Linked DNA regions of Mus musculus: all the other regions are linked to region 1. Evidence: chromatin contacts called from public HiChIP or PLAC-seq and promoter capture Hi-C data. All regions are on one chromosome and are shown on one strand. Each heading gives the region's core, a stretch centred on a gene start, on an enhancer-like site or on the middle of the called end of the contact. The rest is flanking DNA. Distances are from core to core; before and after follow the strand shown.

Region 1 (2,700 bases), core at 111-2,610:
TCATCATTTCTCTTAGTGCTATCCATGAATGATGAGAAGCATTTCTCAGAGTGACATAGCACACCCTCACCCTGCATCATGTTCATACAAACACAAGTCTCCATCCACACATAATGCAAACAACCCAACAGCTTAACAAGGTATTCTATGATGCTTGGTCTCATACTGTTGCAACTGTAACTTACTAGTTCAAATGTACCTTTTAGAGGACATTGTTTTTAACGATTAAAACACACAGTTAACAGCACAGGCATCTAAGCGAAACTTTTTAATCCATGATCTATATTGAAAGGAATGTTTTAGAGACAACCAAACTAAAATTATTCCATTTCCAGATGTTAGCATCTACAAGACAAAGTATATGGTGGTATCTAAGACCATCAGGATAGGTGAGACTTGTGATACTCTAAAAAGATGTATTTTTTATTTTGTGCAGAACTATCGAGCTTTTCTTGATGCTTAGTGGAACTACACACCTCCAGACATTACTGACCTAACTGAGGAACTGAGGAACCGCATTTCAACTCCTACAAGTAAGTTCCTATAAATGGGAATGTAAAACCAAAAAGGGGAAGATGAGGTTGCAAAGATGAAGTTCCTTGATCACATGATACAGGAAGTAGGAGTTTTAACACAGCCTTCCTTTTTCACTTTTAATAGTTACTGAGGCTTTAGAAATAGTGGCTATTTGAAAATCGGGCACCCTTCAAAACTATAAACATGTTTGGCCTGACTGTTCAAGAAAATGGGGGTGGGGTTGGAAATAGTGCCTTTTGGCCTCCTAACTCCCAACACCTGCGGCCCTGCAGATGCACCTGCATCCTTACTGGCCAGGCCACCCAGGCAGGACCTAGTGCTTGGACTTCTGCTTTCGCAGTTCTCAAACATGCATTCATCAACATTTGCTGTCCATCTCCCGCCCTCACATTCCGGTCTTCATGAAACGCATAACTGTCCGGCTGTCCAGGGAGGATCAGCACATTTCAGCATACACGCCCACTCCCTTCTAGTCCCGACATCCCAGTCCCCCTATACGGCCCGCCCCCCACCGTCCGCATAGGGTGAGGGCTAAGCGCTTCTGTCCCTGTCGGCTCGCCGTCCCCGCGCCCCCGCCCCTAGCGTCACCGCCCCCTTCCCGCTCTTTACCTGCCAACAGGTTCCTAATTTCCTCAGGGAGAGGGCCGGGAGAAGAGGTACAGCTGGGGTTGGGCATGATAATGGCTTGGACCTAGACTCGCAATAGCGGTCCGAGTAAGCACCGAGAGGCTACGACTCCGGACACGGCCCGTCCGAGACTGCCAACAAGGAAGTCACTAGCTCTCCAGCCAGCGGTCGCTGGACGCCGGGCCCTGCCCCCTCCCCGCCCGGGAGAATTGGGCGGGGCTATGGGTGAAGGGGCGGGGAGACCGGCCTTAAAACCTGACTGCGCTTGCGTAGACCTTGCTTTCTGACTGTCCGAAGAAAGCGCCTCCGGGTAGACCACGCCCACACACAGCCGGGAAGGCCACGCCCATACGCGGAAGCGAGCAGGAGGCGAGGCCTCCGAAGGAAGGGAGCGAATTGGAGCTGTGTCACCTGACCGGCCCTTGAAGCTCGTCCGCGCCATTTTCGTTACTGGTATGTCAGCCACACCTCTCTTTCTCCAGGATTCCGGAAAATAAAGCCTCCGCAAGGCTTACGCACTTTCCCTTTAAGGGGTCATCTAAATACTGGTCTTTTCCACCAAGGTTTAAACCCCCGTCTGGTAACCCACCAAGAAGTTTCTACCATTACCCCCCAACTAGCATGGCTTTCTTTGTCCCACTAGATGAAGGTAACGGAGTCCCATTTTCCGCCAATCCTTCCTGAGAGTCTTAGTCCTAAAACGGCGGAGCGTTCTGATTGGCGCTGACATTACTTTCCTACTTATTCTTGGTGTGGTTGATTTCTCTCGCTCTGACGGAATTAGTTCTAGATAATATCCTTTTAGGGTCAGGCACCTGAAATGTGCCAGAAAGCCACCTGTACCGTTGCCCGCTCTAAGTATTTTTTAATTGCAAATAGTGGTTAGAACAGGGAAAATATAAAATTTACTTCAATCTAGTCAGCAAAGGTTGAGTCTTTCAATATTACACGTTTACACTTAAAATCCAAAAAGTTCTGGGTCCTTTAGTCTTTAAAATGGGTGGTGTGTGTGTGTGTGTGTGTGTGTAGAAATGATAATTACATTCAAGTGCCATCAACCTTTACAATCCATTAAAACCTACTGTGTAGACATATTTGTCATGTAGATGACGCTACCAGAGCTACTTAAATACAAAAGAGGATGATACGAGTCTTCAGAGAGGAACTGACAAGGGAAAACATTTTGAATGTAAAGTGTGTATTTAGTTAAAAATATGCTTGGAAAGGTGGCTAATGATACACATCAAGTTGCACCTTCCACTTTCCTTTGCCAGGCACATCATTTTCAAAATGACATCTGAATATCACCTACCTACATTGGTAGAAACAAACAGTGGTTTGTTTGTTCTTATTTCTCCTAAGTTGTGCTCAGAATGTTGTGTCAAAGCTCCAATCAGGAGTATGTTTGTAGGAGGCACAGTATGGTGTGGGGGAAGGGGGTGTCTCTGTGAGACATGCTGAGATACCAGCACAGGAAAGTATAGTATAGAATATTTTGGGCATGGGGAGGGGAATTGAGTGGAGACAGAGAAAAGC
Region 2 (2,700 bases), core at 80-2,579, 700 kb after region 1:
AAGAAGGAGAGGGGATGAGGGGTGGAGCTGCAGAGGGGACTGGGAGGAGATGTAATATTGGAATGTAAAGTGAATAAATCAATTAGTTAAAAAAGTAACAGGATGTCTTCACCCTGGAGCAGTAGAATGCCTTAACTCACAGCCAGCCATGAGAGCAATCATGGGGTCTTGAGTAATCTCAGTAAGGAGGTTCTGTATGAAGTTAAAAACTAAAACCCTGCCCTGCATTTTGGTAGCTGTGTCTCCTGACCAACAGAATGCCCCTTTGTGGTTAAATGCCCTGAGATGTCTGTCTGTTCATCTCTCTCTCACTCTCTCTTTCTCTCTCTCCAGGGCATTTTCCCCTATAGTTGCACTAAAATGAAGTGTCTGAAACGCAAAAGATCTCAATTTCATTATATTATTATAGACATTGTGGTTTTGTGACCTGCTTTCCCTTGTGGTTGTTTTCTAGAGCAGCACAGGAAGAAATACCTCAAAAGGAAGACTTGGTTGATCGTGATATGGAAGTGAAAATAATTTAAATTTCTAAAATTACTTTTGCCTTATATAGCTTACCTTTCTCTGTTAAATGTGCAGTTTGAATTGGAACTTCATGGAAGCAAGTGTATTTTATTCAAATCCATCATATCTTGTGTTGGAATATTACTTATCTCATGAATACACTACCGTCTTAATCATAAATATTTCTTTAAAACCCACAATGCCGAACTTAACTTTTGCTTCAACAGCCTATGTCTCTCAACAGTAATTTTTCCTTTTGGAGGACCAGAATGAAGAGATCCCTATTTAAACAAACAAACAAGCAAACACACAGACACCCAACTTAAAAAATTTCAATATATAAGAAACAAATGAATCAGCAAATATTAAGAACCTGTCTTATGGAGGCCAATGTGGACTTGAATTGTGTGGAAAATGAAAGAACTTGAAATTAGAGTTTTGTATATTATTGTTCTGTTTAATGTTATGCTTTCTTCGCTGGTGATACGGTAAATGTCATTAGTTTCATAGCAACACGGGAATATGATGGTTCAATTCGTGATAGCTATGACAGTTCTTGGGGCTTCTGTATATATTGAAACATGTATTAGCTTAGACTGATATTTAAGACCCAGGTCACCTGGCCTCTGAGCGATCCTTCCCATTTCGCTGGTAAGTCAGTTAATTTGTTTCAAACGGACTGTGTTTTGAGGTGACTACATCACTGACCAAAAGCCACAGAGGAAAAAGCTGTCAGGGAAACCACTAAAGGACTCTTTACAGCTAGCGAGTGGGGCGTGTCGCCGCAGAGCATGCGCAGCAGCAGAGGCGGAAGCGAGCCTCCCTGGGGCGGAAGTGACGCACCGCCGGCTCTCCGCTTAGAGAAGGTGTAGCCGGTCTACGCTGAGAGGCAGTGGTGGTGGCCGCGGAGGTTCGGGGCGCGGCGTAGCGTGCGGGGCGGAGGCCCTGACCGGTAAGGTTTGCGGACGGGCCGCGTGCTTTCGAGGTAACCGGCGCTCGCGCTCCGTCTCGGCCCTGGAACCCGGGCCTGGCGAGTTTTGGGAACGGTCTCCGTGGTGACGAAGCTCTCTTTCCCAAGGACGAGCTTCCCCCGGGCCGCGATTGTGACGTGTTTTGGGCTTGGGGTGACCGTAGAGTGGGAAGCGTGGCGGGAGCGGGCGTGCTAGGCCGCGGCTGGCCCCGGCTGGCCCCGGCGTCTAACAAGCCAGGGACGGGTGGCGGGCGCGCTAGGCCGCGGCGAGCCGGGGAGGACCCGTTGGGTTGTTTTGGTTTGAGTCTCCGCTGGAGGAAGAGGCGGGGACTCCCTGTGTCGCCTGGTTTGGCTGTTTACCTGGCTTGGCTTGATCTCCGGCTTCTCCTGGGCTGAGAGATTAGTTGAGTCTTGCTGTTTGGAAAGCAGCCCTCCCCCTCTGGTGCCCAAGAGAAGGCTTTAAGAAATCTTGGGGAGGATCGCTTCGCTCTGTGGTCGTCTGGACTTGATTTCACGACTCCGCCTCCCTCGCTCCACCCACTGCTGACTCTCCCCGGTGTTTTGGACCCGGCGGAAGGTGCAAGACGTGTTCTGGCTAGCGCTCATCGCCCGAAAACTGTACTGTTAGAACGTAGCTGGGGTGTTCGCTTGTATTTCCCTGTTGAGAAATATGAAGTACAATTTGTTCCTGAAAGTTTTGTTGGAAAACGTTGTGGCGTTTGACTATGATAGATTTCCGGCTTTATCGTTATGTTGGTATGTTAGACATTTTAATGCTAAGTATCTGCCAAGTATGCTGCTTTTTGCCAAGTGGTAAAAATTCATGATTAGGACACGAACAAATATAATTAAAATTTTAGTGTTCAATCCCAAAACATTCGAAAATGGTTATTTGAATAACATTCCTTAAAAGTGGGTTGATTAAGTGGGTTTGTGATCTCCAGGTTACCCTCTAGGTGTGGAGAAGAAGCTGAGGCCAAGGACTCGCCTCCATTCTATTCTTCTCAGGGGTAAATTGGATTTCTGTATGTCCCTTTCGAATGTTAGGCAAACGCCCTGAACTTATCTTAGATTTCTGCAAGAATATATTTGACTATGCTAGGAATGACTGGTTAACCTCCTCCCCCTCGTCTTTGTTATTTGTTAAATTTCAAATACAGTTGTATTGTATTATTTGTTTTCAAGTTATTACATTAGCTGCATACCATTTGCTCTTAGAATCACAG
Region 3 (2,700 bases), core at 44-2,543, 630 kb after region 1:
CTGCTCAGAAATCAACTCCCAACATATTTCTTACACAAAAATTAAAACAAGTGAACACAAGCACCCTGAATCCAGAGCCTCCTGCATGCTAAGCAAAGGCAACGGTGTTTTGTTTGCTAGTCCTGTATATGATAGTGCTAACCAGCACATTGTTAAAATAAACTTTTACATTTAAAAAAAAAAATCCTTCGGTATCTCCCACAAATCAACCAATTTTTTTTTTCAACACATGTTCCCAACAGGTTAACTGCTAGACAAGTAGCATATGAAAACCCTCATGGGAATTTTTCTTTATGGTCATGTCCACAGCAAATGAGAAACTGCATTCTAAAAGCCTTGGTAATGACCATTTCAACCAATTCTTAATTAAAGAGGTGTCTTGATGTCCTAGAAAATCCAAGAGTCAGGGAGAAACAAGGGGTACTTCCTGGATCTTGTTGGAGAAGTCCCAATTTACTCATTCTAAGGCCTTGGGAGATCCTCATGTGAAAAGCAGTTCTCAGATATTCATGTCGCTCTAAAAGCTTAAAACCTGGTCACTTTCCATACTTGCAGCACAGCATAGTAGTCGGTTAGGTTATAGACACAACTTTGAGGCAAAGAATTGTGGTTAATATTTCGACAAAAGTCCACCACTTTGAGGCAGCACAACTCCATTTCATAATGGAGTTCGCTCTGCTTGCTGGTCAAGGGTGACAAACTTTGCTGGATTTCTAGGATACCGCCATGCCACCGACTAGAGTAGTTAAAACACAAATTAGGCCTTGAAGTCTGAGGGAGCCCCCGCTTAGGGTGAAGCCAGGGAGCTGGAAGGCCAGGGGTCCCAGAGGTGGGTGCGGTGGGGTCACCTCTGGAGCTGAGCCCTCCAAATGTCCTAGGAGCCCCAAATCCAAAGCGCACGCCAGGGACCCAAACATTCCTCCCTTCATCACAAGCTGTTCCTGGGTCCCGCAGAGGAAACGCTGAACAATCTGGAGCCGGGCATAGGGCAGGAGTGGAAGGCTGACGGCTCAGGAGGCAGTTACAAGGGGGCCCAGGCCTAGGAGGCGACCACAATTGTCGCTTTTACCCTCAAACCAACCGCAGCCCTTCGGGCGAAAAGCCCTCCTCGGATGACCAGAGGAAGAAGAGCAGATGGGGCGCGAGGTCCTTACCCGCTGCAAGGCTGCCCACGGGCCGCCGCCGGCCGCTCCAGTACCAGAGGCCGGAGGCTGCTCCCCGGAACCCCAAGGAGGCTGCCATGCTGTCCCCCGCCCCGCCTCCGCGCCGTGACCTCCGCCGCCTCACACACGGCCTGTGAACTACGAGTGTGCGCAGCCGGGATGGCCCGCACCTCCGTAAGGACAGCTCGCGCACGCGCTCTCCTTGCTCGGCTTGGACTCCGCCCAGCGCGGGGCGGAGCACTGTGTTGAGAGGCGTGGCCGGAGTCGGGAACAGTCCAATCAGGATCCCGAAATCCATAGACGCCCTGCCTTGCCTCCGGCTCCTGCTGAATTTACAACCTTTGGGTGAGAGAATTCTTGTTTACCCAAAAGCTGAGGGGTGTGTGGGAGGCGGTGGCTGTCGCTCACTACCGCCTCCTCCGAGCACCTGCACTGAGCAACTGCCTCTTCACTGGGCTGCTAATTGTTTTTCTTCCTCCCAGACAAGAACCGCAGCTACTGCAGTATTAAAGGAAAGAGCAGAAATGTTGTGTTTCCTAGTATAGGGACTCATTTTTAACTTCAGTAATAAATACATGGACCTCCCAGGGTTAACATATATATTTTCAGCGTCTGTTGAAACACAATCACAGAATCTACCATGTGTGTAATAACTGAAATCTATGTGATATACAACTCAATGGTTTTTCCAGTCGTATTTGAAAAGTAGTAGGGAAGTAATTTAATAGCACTGTTCTCTTTGAAGAGTAGAATTTCTAGGAACTTACTGAGTTCCAAGAAATGCGTCAATGTTTAAAATTTTCTACAACCTGCATCTTTTGAACCCAAAATCTAATGGTACATTTAAACCCAGGAAGTAGTATATATGTATATTATAAAAACAGATATTTTGCTGATCTTTCCTTATTTGACTATTTGGTATATTTGGTGGCTTAAATAAGCATGGCCCCCATAGACTCATATGTTTGAGTGCTTGGCACATAGGAGGTGTGACTTTATTGGAGAAGGTGTGGCCTTGTTGGAGGAAAGGCATCACTGTGGAGACCAGCTTTGAGGTCTTACATATGCTCAAACGACAGCTAGTGTGGCACACAGTCCCCTTCTGCTGCTTTCAGATCAAGACCTAGAACTCTCAGCACCAACTCTAGCGCCACGTCTGCCTGGATGCTGCTATGTGCCCCACCATGATGACAATAGACTAGGTCACTGCAACTGTAAGCCAGCCCCAATTAAATGGTTTTGTTTTTATAAGAGTGGCCATGGTTATAGTGTCTTTTCACAGCAATGAAACCCTAAGTAAGACAGTATACATATTTGAATATCTGTTCCTTGAGGATAATCGCAAAGTATTCAATTTCCACTGGAGAATTTTTATCTTCAGTACACTAAAACAAGACTTGTAACCTTTGAAGAAAAGTAGGCCAAGAGGCAAGAATGGGGCTTGGGGGGTAGGGGGAGGGCAAGCAATAAGAAAACCAAGATGCCTACCTTCCATCCTCAAAAAAAAAAAAAAAAGCAAAACAAAACAAAATGACAA
Region 4 (2,700 bases), core at 80-2,579, 630 kb before region 1:
TTCCAGCACCACGAGAAAAGGCACGCAGGTATCCAATCCCCACGCTCCGGAAGTGGAGGCAGGAGGAGCAGAAGTTCAAGGTCGGGGGGTGGGAAAGTGGGTGCTCCGTGGGTAAAGTGTCTGCCAGGGAGGAATTGAATCCAAACCCCAGAAGCCACCTGAAGCTCAGAGCAGTAGCACTCATCTGTGGCAGGAGGGGAAGCCAAGAATCAATCAGCCAGTCCAGCTCACCCAACAGAAGCCAGCAAAGAGACCCTCTGTGGAACAAGAAGAATGTAAGGACCAGCATCAATTTCCATCTGTCCTTCAACCTCCACTTGCTGTAAGCATGCTCTCTCTCTCTCTCTCTCTCTCTCTCTCCCTCTCTCTCTCTGTTTCTCTCGCTTGTGCTCTCTCTCTCTCTCTCTCTCTCTCTCTCTCATACACACACACACACACACACACACACACACACACACACACACACACAGAGTTCAAGGTTATCCTTGGCAATGCAGCAGAGGAATCACCTGGGTGCTTATCACGCATCCAGGTTCCTGAGTCCTAACTCCAGAAATTCTGATTCAATTGGGGAAGGGAAAAGAGGGTGGCAGAGTTCACAACCCAACCCGACTTGGAAACCACTTGGGAGAGGGAGTGTTTCATACCCACCATAGCAGGAGCTCAGGAGGTTTCCCTCTGTCAGCAAGCTTGAGTAACAAAAACACATGAGGCTGGGAACGTGCTAGGGACATATCAGGTAAGATTAGGATTTAAATATATCCTGGGCCTCTCCTTAAGGATCATATATGTAAGTCACAGTGTGTGTGCATATATAGAACGTGCAGGTGTAATTTAATTAAAGGCAGGGCAATCAAAGAGAAAGATTCGCACGTTCTTCCTTCCTAGGCCACTTAAGGAGTGAGGTTGCAACGAAAGTCTCTCTTTTTTTCTAAGACATTATGAAAGGGGGTTAGTGTGAACAGGGTCAGGGATCGGTAGAGACATTTTCCCTACAGAGTGGAAGGAGAGAAGCTGGCAGTCACAGAGAAGCTGGTGAAGCTCCAGGTCAGGACAAGCAGCTCACACATGCCCGCCCACCTGCTGTGAACCAGACCTGAGAGAGCACCAGCACCTGCCTGGCTACCGTGTGCCTAATCCCAGAGTTGACTCGAACAAATAACATTCATAGTCTATGATTAGACAACAGCTTTTCCAAATAGAAGCCAGTACACAGTGAGACAGGAAAAAAAAAAAAAAAAAAAAAACCCTCAGCAATCTGTCTGAAAAGTAATTCTGCGATCGATCAGCAGGTGTCGCTGTTTTGCCTACGTGAACAGGGCTCTTTGTTCTTGGCCAAGTTGCTCCGACGCTCCGCGTGCAGTTAAAGACGACCAACCCGCTCTCAAGCTTGTCCCCGAGGGACTTTAATTTGGTCCGAGACAAAGAAATTCCTTCCTCAATTTTTTAAGTGGAGAAATATAGTGAAATTATGCCCGTATTCCCTAAAAAAAAAAAAAAAAAAAAACTGTATTGACATGTCATATTGTAATTTCCAGGGAACCATATAAAACCAAGCTCACACTGGTAGCTGCAGGGGCTGAGATGAGGAAGTTGAGTTTTCGTTTTATAAGATAAAAAGAGTTGGCTCCAGCCGCATATGTAGCAGAGGATGGCCTTGTCGGTCATCAATAGGAGGAGAAGCCGTTGGTCCTGTGAAGGTTCTATGCCCCAATACAAGGGAATGCCAGGGCCAGGAAGCGGGAGGGGGTGGGCTGGTGAGCAGGGAGACGGGGGAGGGGATAGCAGGTTCTCAGAGGGGAAACCAGGAATGGGAATAACATTTGAAACGTAAATAAAGAATATATCTAGTAAAAAGATCAGGAAAAAAATATAAAAAGAGTTATTGGTATTGAACGTGGGGTGCCTTTAACACCACTAAACTGTGCACTAAAATGGTTAAAATGATAAATTTTATGGTATCTGCATTTTAAAGAGTTGGTTGTGAGAGCCTAGCTTTTGGGTTTGTTTGTGTTTGGTTTTGGTTTTGTTTGTTTGTTTGTTTTTTTTTTTCAAGACAGGGTTTCTCTGTGTAGCCCTGGCTATCCTGGAACTCACTCTGTAGACCAGGCTGGCCTCGAACTCAGAAATTTGCCTGCCTCTGCCTCCCGAGTGCTGGGATTAAAGGGGTACGCCACCACGCCCGGCTGAGAGCCTAGCTTTTAATGGCTATACCATCTCTCTAGTCCATGTTATGTATTTTTTATCACAATAAAACATTCGAATAAAATGAACAGAACAGAACAAAGCAAAACCAACGCTAAGCCTATCTCTAACCCTCCTTGTAAGTCACGTTCATGAATTGGCAACATGAGCCTAGAAAGCAGATGAATTCCAGAGATGAAGTCTGCCATCTGGTGCACAGGATGAATGGACCCCTTCTGTGAAGAACTCAGAAAGCCCGTCCTGAGCAGAGGTCAAACGTCTCCTTCTGGAAGTCCTAGGGGTGGGAAAGATACCGAAGACAGCATTTAAGCTTGTGATGGACTGAGCTTACATTTAAAGAACCCACTGTGTGAAACAGAGATCCTGGCCTTTCCCGTCATATCTGCTCCTCTAGAACTCCAAACTTAAAAATCCAGAAAAGAGTCAGTACTATTTGCTGAGCCGCCCCACCCCATATGATAATATATGTTTATTTAGACCCAGTTTTCAGCATAT
Region 5 (2,700 bases), core at 66-2,565, 910 kb after region 1:
TACCATCCGTCTTGCTTTTACCTGTCCTCTTGGTCAAGCCATCTAAAGAAAAGAATACACACTCTTGCCACTGCTGTACCCCCCGGGCATGAGGGTGGCCACTTCTGTGGGCTTGGATTATATCCTGTCCTCACGTTTCATATCCTAATCACAGAAAATCAGGGGAGGGGTTACCTTAGCAACACCCACTCAATAGATTTCAGGTTGATCTAAGGAACAGCTAGCTCTAGGAGAGCTGCAGCTAGAGCTTGCATAGAGCCTTCCCCTGTGTGGGCAGTCCCCCCAGCCAACCCTCCCACCGCCCTCATTAACTTGTATGTCAATGTCCTACCCCCGCACCCGCAATGCACCATGGACTTTAGTCTCTCATGGGAAGAGAATGAATAAGTTGGTGTAACATTCGTAATGTGGTCCCTGTGCTATAGCCAGAACTCTTGTTCAACAAACGTTTGAGCAAATGCTTGATTGGATTTGTGTGTGTCTGTCTGAAGCATGGTCTTACTTTATAGTGAAGGTTGATCTAGAACTCATCATGTACACCAGGTTGGGCCTGAGTTTGCAGCAGTCTGCCTGAGTGCTGCAATTATAGGTGTGAGCCCAGCTCTGGGATGGAGTCTTAAGGCTCCCGTGGTTTGTTTTCTGATATGGACATCTGAACAACAATGACATGGCTTCTTTCCCCACCAGCTTTTTGGAAAAACAGACTCAAGTCCAAATCCAGGCTCTGCTGCTACTTTGTTAGTTGACTGTGGGAAGGAGGCTGACGGTGGGTTCATCCTTCCACAGTAAAGAGCTGTTCTAATCTGCCTAACACTTCGAGAGGAAATGACCTTCTGGATGCTGCCCATGAAGCCTCTGCAAGTACATAGTCTTTCCCTCAGGTGCCATGCCCACCTTTGCTTGGCGAGTATGTTTCAGGTTTCTTTTCCTATGGGTTAAGCTAGAAAAAAAGGAAGAGGAGGAGGGCACACTGTGGATGGGGCAAGGCTAGTAATTGTTAGCAGATATCATTTTCTCCCATCCCATCAAAACCTTTTTTGGGAAGAGATTAAACTATGCTATAATTCATATAATTTTGTGAAAACTTGAATACATATGTTGATATAGAATTGACATAGGAGGACTCAGGGTTATGTGTGGTATAAGTAAGAACTAGGAAAGTAGTTTAATTTGGAGAGTGTAGGAAAAGCTTGCTGTGGAGCTACATGACAAGTGTGCAGGGACACGTGGCACATAGCTAATGCTGTAGTGTGCAAGGCCCTGGCAGGAGAGCCAATAACTGGGCTTCTCAGGAGTTAGAACCAGAGGCACACTTTTAATTCTGACATCCAGACTGGTGCCATAGTGACACCTTGTGGCCACAGGCTTCATGACATTGACATGCATGTATAACTACTTTTTAACTTTAAGGCATGGAAACACAAACGTTTTCTTAACCACAAGTTCACTGTTTCCCACCAGGAGATAAGAATCAAGAGAATCTGGTCACAGCTTGCTGGTGACACTCGTTCCAACAGAGGACTCTTAGTGACAGTTTTCAAGCAGTTGCAGCTCTCCGCTGAACACTTACCTGGCACCTGAGACTTGGGCAGGAGTTACTAAAGCTTGTTGGTTGTTTTAAAACTGCACCTGGGGCCCCCGAGTACCAGTCAACCCTGCCCCCTCATGAATTCTAAGAGCAGTAAGGAGGAAATAAAGAAAAACCTAACATGAGTCTTTGGAATTTCAAAATTAAATTTCTTTATACAACCATACCCTGGGGCTCCACAGTGATGGAAGCGGGCCAGCAATCACCGTCCTGCAGGATCCCATATGATGCTGAGCACTGGCTGTACTCGAAGCACTCGTGGGATCCTGGTGGACTCTGGATGGCTCATGCCAACAGGAACGAACGGCCCCAGCATCACAAAGCAAAGAACTAGAGGGCAGCTGACTTGAGAGGGGACCCAGAAAGGCTCCAATGTAGTGGATGGCAGTTGGTCTTTAGTACAACAGTTTGAGGCCTGTGAGGGCAAAGCTACCTACCTCTGGAGTCAGACAAGACAGGATTTGATTTATATGCCATAACCATCTGAGAATCTTCAAACCCTTCCTCCTTTGAAACCAGGGCTTCTATTGTGGTTGTGAGGAATGAATGAAGTTGTTGGAGAGTCAGAACATACGACGAACACAGACATGGTAGTGATGGTAGCTATTAGTTAGAGAGCGGGGGCAGTGCAGAGACAGGGAAGGCCACTGCCTCGGATGACCTTAGGAGCATGTGTACAGTGGACACGGGAATGCCTGGAGAGCACATGGAGCGCTGGGCTCATCCAGCAACCCCTGAGCTCCCACAGCCCGTGGTCTCAAACCGCAAATCGGCTGCCACCAACACACTGGTTTATTGTTGTTTTTGGTTTTAAACTGTTACACTTATTTTGCTGCTTAAAAAATATCTACTTAAAAAGTAGGAAATCTAGAAAACTATGAGAAACAAGGACCCTACAATGAACGGTCCAAAAGTTCAGTCTGTGCACTTTGCTGTACACTTCTTTCTAGTCTTCTCTAGTATTTTTTAAAAAATGGCACCAGGATTCATACTGTAAATAATTATAACCTAAAGGTTTCTTTCCATATTTTACCATTCATAAAACACTTCCTAATTCTTGGTTAGTACAAAGCTATGTCTGACACTTAGGAGGACTTGAAGGCTATGAGCTG

Evidence for each region. Promoter capture Hi-C pulls out the DNA fragments that hold promoters and counts their contacts. HiChIP or PLAC-seq counts read pairs in DNA pulled down with a chosen protein or histone mark. Capture Hi-C pulls out chosen DNA fragments and counts their contacts.
Region 2: an H3K27ac HiChIP or PLAC-seq map of extraembryonic endoderm stem cells shows a contact between it and region 1, with 4 times the contacts expected there. The contact joins the promoter of Tax1bp1 here to the promoter of Skap2 in region 1. A contact is called at or near these places in 4 of 39 promoter capture datasets (the HPC-7 cell line, cranial neural crest, frontonasal cranial neural crest and 1 more), 1 of 484 Hi-C or Micro-C datasets (cardiomyocytes) and 3 of 115 datasets of contacts at active chromatin or transcription factors (bone marrow-derived macrophages, extraembryonic endoderm stem cells and memory CD8 T cells).
Region 3: a contact with region 1 is called in a promoter capture Hi-C map of liver. The contact joins the promoter of Hibadh here to the promoter of Skap2 in region 1. A contact is called at or near these places in 7 of 39 promoter capture datasets (3T3-L1-derived adipocytes, embryonic stem cells, hippocampal neurons and 3 more), 1 of 115 datasets of contacts at active chromatin or transcription factors (pancreatic cancer cells) and 1 of 9 other capture datasets (liver).
Region 4: a promoter capture Hi-C map of the HPC-7 cell line shows a contact between it and region 1. The contact joins the enhancer-like site here to the promoter of Skap2 in region 1. A contact is called at or near these places in 2 of 39 promoter capture datasets (the 3T3-L1 cell line and the HPC-7 cell line), 2 of 484 Hi-C or Micro-C datasets (cerebral cortex and muscle stem cells) and 5 of 115 datasets of contacts at active chromatin or transcription factors (embryonic forebrain, embryonic hindbrain, embryonic stem cells and 2 more).
Region 5: a contact with region 1 is called in an H3K27ac HiChIP or PLAC-seq map of double positive thymocytes, with 3 times the contacts expected there. The contact joins the enhancer-like site here to the promoter of Skap2 in region 1. A contact is called at or near these places in 3 of 39 promoter capture datasets (the 3T3-L1 cell line, 3T3-L1-derived adipocytes and pre-B cells), 1 of 484 Hi-C or Micro-C datasets (CD4 T cells) and 2 of 115 datasets of contacts at active chromatin or transcription factors (double positive thymocytes and embryonic forebrain).

The regions. Positions count from the first base shown.
Region 1 is chr6:52,011,189-52,013,888 of GRCm38.p6, forward strand. Skap2 (src family associated phosphoprotein 2) reads right to left here and starts at 1,361. Exons shown (of 13, transcript NM_018773.2): 1 at 1,147-1,361. The coding sequence starts at 1,213.
Region 2 is chr6:52,712,400-52,715,099 of GRCm38.p6, forward strand. It overlaps Tax1bp1 (Tax1 (human T cell leukemia virus type I) binding protein 1), which reads left to right and starts at 1,330. Exons shown (of 18, transcript NM_025816.3): 1 at 1,330-1,456.
Region 3 is chr6:52,639,007-52,641,706 of GRCm38.p6, forward strand. It overlaps Hibadh (3-hydroxyisobutyrate dehydrogenase), which reads right to left and starts at 1,294. Exons shown (of 8, transcript NM_145567.1): 1 at 1,155-1,294. The coding sequence starts at 1,242. It overlaps LOC115490472 (a small nucleolar RNA gene), which reads right to left and starts at 349; the gene lies at 228-349.
Region 4 is chr6:51,382,857-51,385,556 of GRCm38.p6, forward strand. All of the region lies in intron 1 of Gm6559 (predicted gene 6559), which reads left to right. Among named protein-coding and RNA genes, the nearest start is that of Gm6559, 4.5 kb to the left of the region's middle. Within about 2 kb of position 1,330, at least 50 of the 459 cell types and tissues checked have an H3K27ac peak or open chromatin away from gene starts, as enhancers often do. A contact at or near this core is called in the HPC-7 cell line, where this site is marked.
Region 5 is chr6:52,917,881-52,920,580 of GRCm38.p6, forward strand. All of the region lies in intron 1 of Jazf1 (JAZF zinc finger 1), which reads right to left. Among named protein-coding and RNA genes, the nearest start is that of Gm52903, 53 kb to the left of the region's middle. Within about 2 kb of position 1,316, at least 37 of the 459 cell types and tissues checked have an H3K27ac peak or open chromatin away from gene starts, as enhancers often do. A contact at or near this core is called in double positive thymocytes, where this site is marked.